Linked DNA regions of Sus scrofa: region 2 is linked to region 1. The links are chromatin contacts, called in public Hi-C maps. All regions are on one chromosome and are shown on one strand. Each heading gives the region's core, a stretch centred on a gene start, on an enhancer-like site or on the middle of the called end of the contact. The rest is flanking DNA. Distances are from core to core; before and after follow the strand shown.

The links. A called contact is a pair of places that touch in the nucleus more often than the background predicts.
Region 2: a Hi-C map of liver shows a contact between it and region 1, with 4 times the contacts expected there. The contact joins the promoter of BCKDHA here to the promoter of ZFP36 in region 1. A contact is called at or near these places in 1 of 5 promoter capture datasets (liver) and 1 of 47 Hi-C or Micro-C datasets (liver).

The regions. Positions count from the first base shown.
Region 1 is chr6:48,060,101-48,064,992 of Sscrofa11.1, reverse strand. ZFP36 (zinc finger protein 36, C3H type, homolog (mouse)) reads right to left here and starts at 1,261. Exons shown (of 2, transcript NM_001168419.1): 1 at 1,207-1,261; 2 at 1-393. The coding sequence starts at 1,230.
Region 2 is chr6:49,380,722-49,385,537 of Sscrofa11.1, reverse strand. BCKDHA (branched chain keto acid dehydrogenase E1, alpha polypeptide) reads right to left here and starts at 3,328. Exons shown (of 9, transcript NM_001123083.1): 1 at 3,221-3,328. The coding sequence starts at 3,328. EXOSC5 (exosome component 5) reads left to right here and starts at 3,791. Exons shown (of 6, transcript NM_001244661.1): 1 at 3,791-3,982. The coding sequence starts at 3,835.

The sequences.
Region 1 (4,892 bases), core at 12-2,511:
GGGGTGGCGGCTGGCCTGGCGCAGCTCGCCCAGGCCATGGGCAAACTGGCACTTGGCCCCATAGCGGCAGCGCCCGCTCTCTGAGAAAGTCCGACATAACTCAGTCTTGTAGCGGGAGGAGGTGGTGGGGGTCGAAGTTGGCGAGGTGGGTGAGGGCGACAGTTCAGGGCCTGGGCGGGGAGCCAAGGGTGCAAAGCCTGGGGGTGGGGGCACCCAGCCGCAGCTGCGACCTTCCACCAAGCTGGTGGAGCGACCAGGTAGGCGGGCAGCGACCCCAGCCGGGCTGGAATCGGATGAGTTGAGGCTCCACAGTCCCGCGGTGGCCCAGCCCGGGCTGGACTCAGTCTCTCCGTGGTCGGAGGATGGCAGGTCAGGGCTCAGCGACAGGAGGCTCTGTGGGAACAGGGATGGGTTAAGACACCGAAAATACAGGGTGACGCCCCGCCCCCAGCTGCAGAGCACCTAAAAGCTTGCCAGTCCGGTTTGTGGGTTCCTGGCTAGAACTCCACCCGCCCGCAGGAAAAAAATACGGGTTCCGGATCGCAAGAATCTCGATTCGGAGGTTCTGAGTTTATATTCGCGACTTAAGCTCATCCCGAGGGGCCCAGGAATCCCGGCTGCCCGGCAGGATCAAGTCAGGACACACACCGCTGTCTTCCAATTTTAAGCCTCTGGGCCTCTCGGGATCTGACTACACTCATCGGGTTCTCCAGTTTCACAAGTTGGAGACGCGAACAAAGTTAACCCAGGAGTGCGGACCTCTTGGGTTTTAGAGTTCCCAGAGTCGTCCTCTGGGTTAGGGAGTGGGGAAGCAGAAGTCGGCTTCCCCTCTCCGAGACTCTAGCCCCAGAAACGCCTCCGCGCAAAACCGCGCCCTCAGCAACTACTAGGGGTAAGCCAGGTGTGGGGCCATTTCCGCCTCCAGACAGCCCCAGCCTGAGAAAAGCCCTCCAGCTTTCCACTTCCGAAGGCCAGCCCACCCGTGTTTGGGCTGAGACCACAAAGTCACGGGCTCCATTTTCACCTCCAGAGGATCACACTGGTCTGAGAAGAGGCAGGATCCTCCCGGCCGGAGTGCGAAGCGCTAAAGAGCTTAGTTTGAGAAGGGAGCCAGAGTCCCGGGAGGGAGTTTGCGGCGCTAGAGGGTGAGACTTGAGAAAGGAGTCAGGCATGGGGACTCCGGGGTGCAAATCAGCGGGGGCTCACCTCGTAGATGGCGGTGAGATCCATGGCGGCGCAGAGGGCCGAAGGCTGAGGGGCCGGCCAAGAGTGGGAGCGCTGAAGTCAGGCTACAGCGGGGCCCGCACAGTGGCTGCATTTATTCAGCAGGAGGGGGCGTGGCCTCGAGAGGGGCGGGCCTGGGCGGGCGGGGCCAGGAGGGGCGCTTCCCGGACGCACCGCCCCAGCACAGCCCGCCCGGCCCAGGACCAGTCCCCTTCCGCCCGGCTGCGGGCCGGGACTTGCCTGATCCGGGTCCGCGGGCGATCGCGACCCCGCGGGGAGTGTGTGGGGTGAGGGGTGTCGGCCCAGTTTTCAAAGCTGGAGCCTGAGGCGCGGAGAAGGGAACTGGGACAGAGGTGGGGGCGGGGCAGGGCCCCTGGGGGAATTGACCGGGGCAGAGGCCAACGGACGGGGGCGGGGAGAGGCCCACTGAGTGCAAAAGACAGAAATGGAGGGAGGCAAAAAGACAAACACTGGGAGACAGACAGACACACACACACAGAGACGCACACAGAGGGGAGACGGGTACAGAGAGGGAGAGGGGGTAGAGAGAAGGAAGGTGGGGAGGCAGAGATAGAAAAGACGAGATATAGACGGTCCCAGACGGCAAATTCAGAGCAAGAAGTGGGGGGGGGGCACATAAAGAAACAGAGAAAAAGGGAGAAGGGAGGGGGGGAGAAATAAACATCCACAAACAGAAATTCTCAGGAGCAAGATGAAGAGACCAATAGGCCCGATGGAGAATTCTTTTGAGACCTGCCAGCCTGACATGGTCTCGCTCCCAAATTATCCAGGTCCCAAGACCTGTACCGCCCCACTCACGAGGGTAGGAGGAGCGCTGCCCCGACACCTGGCTGGAAAGGGGCCTCTTTCCCCAGTTCCAGGGCTTCTGTGACCTCTCACCCTCAAATATATAATGGCAATTCTAACCGCTACCTCTGGGTTAGGCATGAAAGTGCTTTACGTACATTAACTCAAGGAGGTATTATGCCCATTTTCTACACAAGGAAACCCAGGCACAGAGAGGCCAAGTTATTCTCCAATTAGTAAATGACAACAGCTTAATAACAGGGCCTTGAATTATGTTACGAGTTTGCACTCCGAGAAGCTCAAGATAGGAAAAGGTTGGAGATCTCTTGTTATGGTGGAGGGTTTTCTTGGTGGAAAGCCGTCTGGAGGTGGAAAAAGTGGGTCATCATCAGCTAATAGTCGGATGGGTCTCAAGAAAAAGGGACGTGCCTTGAGAGAACGCTAAATTTGCACAAATCACTCCCCCTATTGGCAAATTTTTTACTGTCAAGGGGTTGCCCTGCATGAAGCTCAAGATAAGGAGAAAAAACTAATTTTTAAAGGGGGTCTTGGTGAGCTGGCTGCCCTGAGTGAAAATAAGAGGGGTAGAAAGAAATCATTGCCACGCAGTTATCATGGTGGAAAGTTCATTCTTGCAGGCTGCCCCTGCAGACCGCGGGTTTGTATTGAGGTGGGGAGATTCTGCTAGGCACGCCGACTAGCTCGGCCGACAGAGCTCGGGGGAATCCCTGGTGCGGCGCCTTCTGGGGCCGAGGGGCCTTCCTGGCCGGTCCCGTGAGCTGGGAGTCTGCGGGCGGCTCTGGCACGGTTGCAGCCTCCCTCTCGCCTGTGACTCACTCGCAAGGGGCGGGGGAGGAGGGGGGCTTCCTGGAAGCCGTGACGAGGAGGCTCGGCCCGGACGCCCGGGTTCCTCTCTGTAACCAGGGCTTCTGTAGCCTGTAAACAGAGGCTTGAGGACTACGGGAAAAGGGGGAAAGGGGAGGTGCCTGGCACCCGCCGCCCGTTTGTGCTCCAAATCCCTGTGTCGCTAGTACGGCTCAGGCGGCGGGAGCACGAGAGGTGGGGGGCACCCTGGAGTCCCCGGTGTCCGGCTCGGCTCTGGCAGCGATCCCGATGGAGGGATCCCAGTTTCGATTCCCTGGAGACAGGGAACATTTCCCATCCTTGAGTCAGGATGACCCCCTCCCCTCTCCCATCTGCTGAGTCATCGGCCCGAGAACCAGGTCGCTCTGATTGGGCGACTCTCGCAGAGGCTGGAGGGGCCTCTGCGCGTTGAAGGACGGACCACCCATCGAAACACTGACGCGGGGTTGTGGTCGGGAACCAAACCGGGGCCTCGGCCCCGGCTTGCTCAGCACTAGGGGTCCAGGTCGCTAAGCAGCCTCCAAGCTTAGACCCTGGAGACCCAGCCCCCAGCCCCCTGCTTCATCAGACCCAGGAGTCCGAGCCCCCAGCCTCTCCTCCCTCCGATTTAGGAGTCTAGCTCCCACCTCCCATCCCCCTCCCCCGCCCCGTCCAGGCCTCCGGCTTCCCAGCCCTGGAGGAAGTTCAAGGCTGGACTCCGCCCCGCTCCCCACGTAGCCAGCGGGAAAATCCGTGGCTCTGGCGAAGGCCGGGAATCCCCTCTGGAATGACGGTGGGGAAGGGACGGCCGGGGTCCCCCGCGGGGCGCAGGGGGGGTAGGTCCCGCGCGGGCAGACCTAGGGGGAAAGGGGCGGAAACCAGAGAGGCTAAAAATACTGCGAGCGCTTCCGGCCTAGGGGGGAGGGGAACGGAGAGCAGAGTTTCCAGAAAAACAAGCGGGGACGGGAAACGCGGGGGTGTGAGAGCCGGTGCGAGTGCGCGGGCGAGCTGGGGGCCGTGTACTCGCGGCACGTGTGCCAGGGCCGCGCGTGTGCTCGGCGTGATTGAGCGGGCGCGGCCGGTCAGGCGGCGCGTGTACCACACTGTGAACAGCGTGTGCACCGCAGGCGTGCAGGGGGGGCTCCCTGGCTTGCCTGGGTGTGCGGTTGGGAAGGAGGTGTGGGACCCTGGTGCTCCCACGTTCCTGTGTGAAGGTTGTGTCCTCACAACCCGCCTGACACAGCCCCAAGAGGAAACGCGTGAGGCCGCCTCTGCAGGTGTGATTGACCCCACTGTTTACTCCAACCGTCCCTGGGCTGGGAGAGTGTACTCAGCTGTGACTGTCTTTGAAGTCGCCTCGGTGAGAACGTGTGGCTCACATACCTACCCGCACATCTGTGTGTAGCTCTGAACCCCCGTGGGGTCTGGAGTGAGGAAGCGCGGAAGCCCTTGAGGCAGGCTGGTGAGGGGATTGACTTTGCCCCTGGTGTGATGAAGGTCCCCGCGCGTGCGCACACACAGCTTGAGAGTGGAGGGTGTGTGTGAGCATCTGCGTGGACTGTAGGCAGCCGGGGCTGTGTGCAAGCACACCCCCCCCAGCAGCCTCCCGTGCGTGAATAGTGTTCCTGTGTTAGTCTGTGTCTTTGGGTGTAGCTGAAAACACAACACGGGAGGGAGGCAGGAGTATGGAAGCAGTTCCTCTGTGGCTCAGTCACAAGGCAGTGAAACTGGTGAACGTTGGTTCCTGACGTCTACAAGCGCACATGATGGGGAGGGCAGCTGGTCCACTCCCTGTTCCAGGTCACTGTTCCTGTCTCGTGCTGGCCTCCGTGGGCAGAGCAGGGGGCACATACAGACGCACAGGCGAACTTGAGAAGCCTTATCTAAGTCCAGCCTCCACTGCTTTTGATAATGTGCTGAGGGCAGGGCTGAGTCAGCCTATGATGGGCAAAGTCTGAGATGGGGTAAGAGATAGCAGGTTAAGTGGTGGTTAGAGGGTTGTTTGTATAGTCACATGG
Region 2 (4,816 bases), core at 2,079-4,578, 1.3 Mb before region 1:
AGATGGTGCAAGACTTGTGCATACCTTGCAGTGTGGCAGCATTAAATAGAATAATGGTGTGAGCTGCCATTATTTTTTATTATACAAAGTGCTTCATGAAGACACCAGCCAAGAGGGAGACTAACCCCTTTGGTTTCACGCCACGATACACAAGGGGCACCGACCACGCAGAGGCGCAACACTGGAGCCTCGGACAGACTGCCTGAGCAGCTGGGTCAGAGAAATAACATTAGTGATAACTGCCACGGACCCAGCTCTAGGTGCTCCCCGACTTCCAACAAGACAGCAGGCACTCCAGTCACCCCGCTTGCGAAGCGCGGAGAAGTGACTGGGCCGAGGTCCCGCTTGCTTCTTGAGGTGGTGGCTGGGAAACCAATTCAGGACTCCTGGACAATGAAGTTTCCTTCCTCTTTTCCCTGAGCACTAACATATCTGCCAGCAACTGGAGTGGGAGGAAAGTCAGACTCAGGCAAGTGCCTGCAGGGCAATGCAGTATAAAAGGGGACAGGAGATAAGGAGCCTTCCTCCCACCGCAGCCTGCTCCAACAATCCAATCTGTCCACTACAAAGCAACTTCCCAACTTCCCAAGGCACCATCCGACAGGGCAGTCACTAACGGCTTGAGGCATTTTAAATTTAAACTCAGTAAAATTAAATAAAATGAAAACCAGTTTCTCAGTCATACCAGCCACCTTTCAAGTGCTCAGCAGCCACATGCGGCTGGCCAGTGGCTACTGTACTGAACAACACACCAACAGAAAACTCCCGTCACCACGAAAAGCGCCACTGGCCAATCCTGGACTAAAACCTTGACTAAATGCTATTACTGCTTCCCTCTTCTTGAAAAAAATCTCTTTTTTAATCTTAAACAAATGGGATAAATAAAAATGGAGGGAAAAAAAGGGACTCTAAACACAAATAAACAAAAAGTAGGGGCTCTGAAAGACCTCCTGCTCCTCCACCCCACAAAAAAAAAAAAAAAAAAAAGGAGGGGGAGCTCCCGTTGTGGCGCAGCGGAAATGAATCCCACTAGGAACCATGAGGTCGCGAGTTCGATCCCAGGCTTTGCTCAGTGGGTTAAGGATCCAGTGATGCTGTGAGCTGTGGTGTAGGTTGCAGACACGGCTCGGATTTGGCATTGCTGTGGCTGTAGTGTAGGCTGGCAGCTGTAGCTCAGATTTGAATCCTAGCCTGGAAACCTCCATATGCCCTGGGTGCGGCCCTAAAAAGCAAAAAAAAAAAAAAAAAAGAGGGGAGGCAGGAAGGAAGGGCAGCAAGGGGACTGAGCCAGGCAAGAAGCAGATTTACTCTGCCCTAAAAGGCCTTTCCTTACTTCTACTCCTGCCCCAGTCCAGCCACCCCACCCCCAACCCCCACCCACAGGACCAGCCAACAGCCTCCAGGGAGATCAGCTGCAGAGGATCTGATAGCTTAAAAAAAAAAAAAACAAAACAAAATGCACAGAGAACAGCCCAAGGGCAGGGACTGTCCCACTTCCATCTTGCTCCAGGAACCCTTCTGAAATTAACTGCCTCAAGTGACTCCCTTCCCAGGCCCACCCACACCTCATTCCCAGCCTATTCTCCTTCCCTGGCTAGAGCTTCTTCCTACAGATTCCATCTTCCCTTCCTAATAATTGGGGATTAGCCGGTCTGGCCCAACCCCACAAAAAGTCTTATTTTTCTTTCATTTTTCTTTTTTGGCTTTTTAGGGTTGCACCACGGTACATGGAGGGTTCCAGGCTAGGGGTCAAATTGGAGCTACAGCTGCCAGCCTACACCACAGCCACGCTGTTTCCAAGCCACGTCTGCGACCTACACCACAGCTCACAGCAACGCAGGATCCTTAACCCACCGAGCGAGGCCAGGGATGGAACCTGCAACCTCATGGTTACTAGCAGTATTCATTTCCTCTGCACCAGGACGGGTACTCCCCCACAAAGTTCTGATAGATTTCCTCACCAACCCAGCCCTTTTCCCTCATCTCCAAAGTCAGTTTCTGTCCCCTTTCAACAGCAGCCAAAATCCACTCTGCCCTCGTCATGGGCACATCCAGTCCTTGGCACTCTTCTGTGTTCTTCACAACAATCTGTTGTTAGCATTTTACTGGCTGGCGGGGGTGGGAGTGGGGGGGATTAGGTCCAGAGAGAAGCAGTCCCTTGCCCAAAGCTAAAAAACTAGAAAACAGCAGATCAGGGATATTGGTCCCACATGGTCTAGCTTCAGAGCACACCTTCTTAACTACTTACATGTGAAAACAATCCACAGCTCTTCTGCAGCCCACTGCCTCTCTTCCCCTTAAGAGGGGCTCCCAATTAGATTTCTGCTGTGAAAGCTCTCATCAACCTAAAGGAAGGCTGACCCTGCGACAAGAAATGAGGCATTTCTTACGTGTTCCTAAGCAATGTGGACAAGTGCTCTGTCTGGACCTCTCTCCCTCCTCGTCCACCCTCATTAGCTGAACAAATACTTACTAATCATCTCCTTTGTAATGATCAAGACAGACAAGGTCAACAGCCAGGTACTGCATCAGGGGACCCAGGATCAAACGACTTTTTTACACGATTCATTTTAAAATCAGAGCAGGAGTTCCTGTTGTGGTTCAGTGGGTTAGGAACCGGTCATAGTGTCCATGAGGATGCAGGTTCCACTCCTGGCCCCGCTCACTGGGTTAAGAATCTGGCGTTGGCCCCCAGCTGCGGTTCCCATTCCACCCCTAGCCTGGGAACTTCCATATGCTGCAGATGCCCCAATAAAAAGTAAAAAAACAAACTAAAAAAAACCAGAGTTGAAGCAAAAAGGCACTATAAAAGCCTGTGCTGGGGTATCTGCTCTCTCTTCTCTTCTTGGAAGGGGGAGTCTTTCCCAAGAAGAAAATCTTTCCTTTGTAAACGCAATTTCACTCTCCAACCCCTGAGGAGAAAGGTCACACTTTCCCCCCATGTCCTCCAAGAGGCCTCCCCGGGGCATTGGTGGCAACTAATAAGAAACGCCCTCCCTCACTTTCTCCACGTTGTCTTCCTCCCTGAGGGTCCACAAAGAAGCTGTCCCGCTTTGCCTCTCCTAAGGAAGTGAAACTTCTTCCCTTGAGGGTCCGCTACAAGATGTTTCTGCAGCCCTTCTCCCTTCAACCGCCCTCCATGTACTCCCTACAGGGACGCCACACTCTGAAGAAGGAGTTAACATTTCTATACCTTCTCGGGTACCTCCCCAGTACTCACAGATCTAGCCAGACCCCGAGCCCCAAGCCGCCGCAGAAGCAGGAGGCCAGCCTGGCCCAAGCCTTGACTGCGCTCCCAAACCCTCGCCACAGCCACCGCCAACGCCATCTTGACCATTAATACCTCAGAGTAGCGTCCCCCTCCTTGGCGAGACTGGGGCTGCCCCTTCAGGAGCCTGACTCAAATACCAGGATCGCTCTGCCAAGAAACCACCTGCTACTAATCCTGCGGTCTTTAGGACACATATATAGGTGGGTAAAATAATCCAGATTTCCCCAAATTACTCCGATCGCTTCACCGGAGTTATTCCTCTTAACAGGCAAAGCAGAGGGCAACTGAGCTCGGCTTCAGGGTTTCAGGGCCCCGGGGCCTCGGGTAGGACGAGCTCATGCCAAGGCCCGCCCTCTCTTCCCTTCTGTCCAATGGCTTTCCTGGACTCTCTAGGCGGGAGTAGGAGGGACCAGATTGTTAGTAAACGCAGAGACACGTGCGGGCGCGGATCCCGGAGGGCCCCGCACCCAAGTTGGCGCTTGCTCATTGGGTACGCAGTCTGTACGCAAGCGCGCGCTTCTGGGCGGAAGCGACAGTCCCTGCTGCACGTGGGCTCCCCGGCGATGGAGGAGTCGATGCAGACTGAAACCAAGGTACGCCCCGAGTCTGGAGCAGAGTCTGGCCCTCGGAGCCCCAGCTGTACTCTCCGGCACTTTGCCTGCGAACAAAACTTGTTGTCCCGGCCCGATGGCTCTGCCTCTTTCCTGCAAGGTAAGAATTTACCCACGTCGTATTTGTTCTCGTGGGCGGGTACAGTGTATTGTGTTAGCTGGTAAATATCTTCTTGGACTGATGCAGTTCTTGCCGGAGTGAATGGTACTGCATATGCCAGTAGACAAATAGAAGGGTGAAGATACCTCCACTCTGGTAAATATGCCTCAGGATGAGAGAGGGGCAGACCTTCTCTTAAGAACGAATACTCCAGGGACTTCCCTTCGTGGCTCAGCAGTTAAGGAACCCGACTAGGATCCATGAGGATGAGGGTTCGATCCCTGGCCTCCCTTAGCGGGTTAAGGATCCGGCGTTGCTGTGAGCTGTGGTGTAGGTCGCAGACACAGCTCGGATCTGGGGTTTCTGTGGTTGTGGTGTAGGCTGGCAGTTGTAGCTCTGATTAGATCCCTAGCCTGGGAACTTCCATGTGAGGCCTGAGAGAGCAAAAAAAAAAAAAAAAAAAAAAAAGAACGAATACTCCAGAATAGGGGAAATCTCACCGTGTAAAAAAAGTCCTCCTTGACTAGGTTCCTCCCACACATGCACTCTGGATTCATCTATCCCTGGTTGAGGCAAACCTGTTCTTTTGCGTAAATACCTCGTAGACTGGCAAATCACCACTACTGATTTTTTTTTGTTTGTTTTTCTTTTTTCTTTTTTTTGCTTTTTAGGACCGCACTTGCAACATATGGAGGTTCCCAGGCTAGGGGTTCAAATGAAGCTGTAGCTGCTGGCCTACATCGCAGCCACAGCAATGCGAGATCTGAGCTGCATCTGCGGCCTACACCACAGCTCACGGCAACCCCAGATCCTTAACCCACCGAGCGGGGCCAG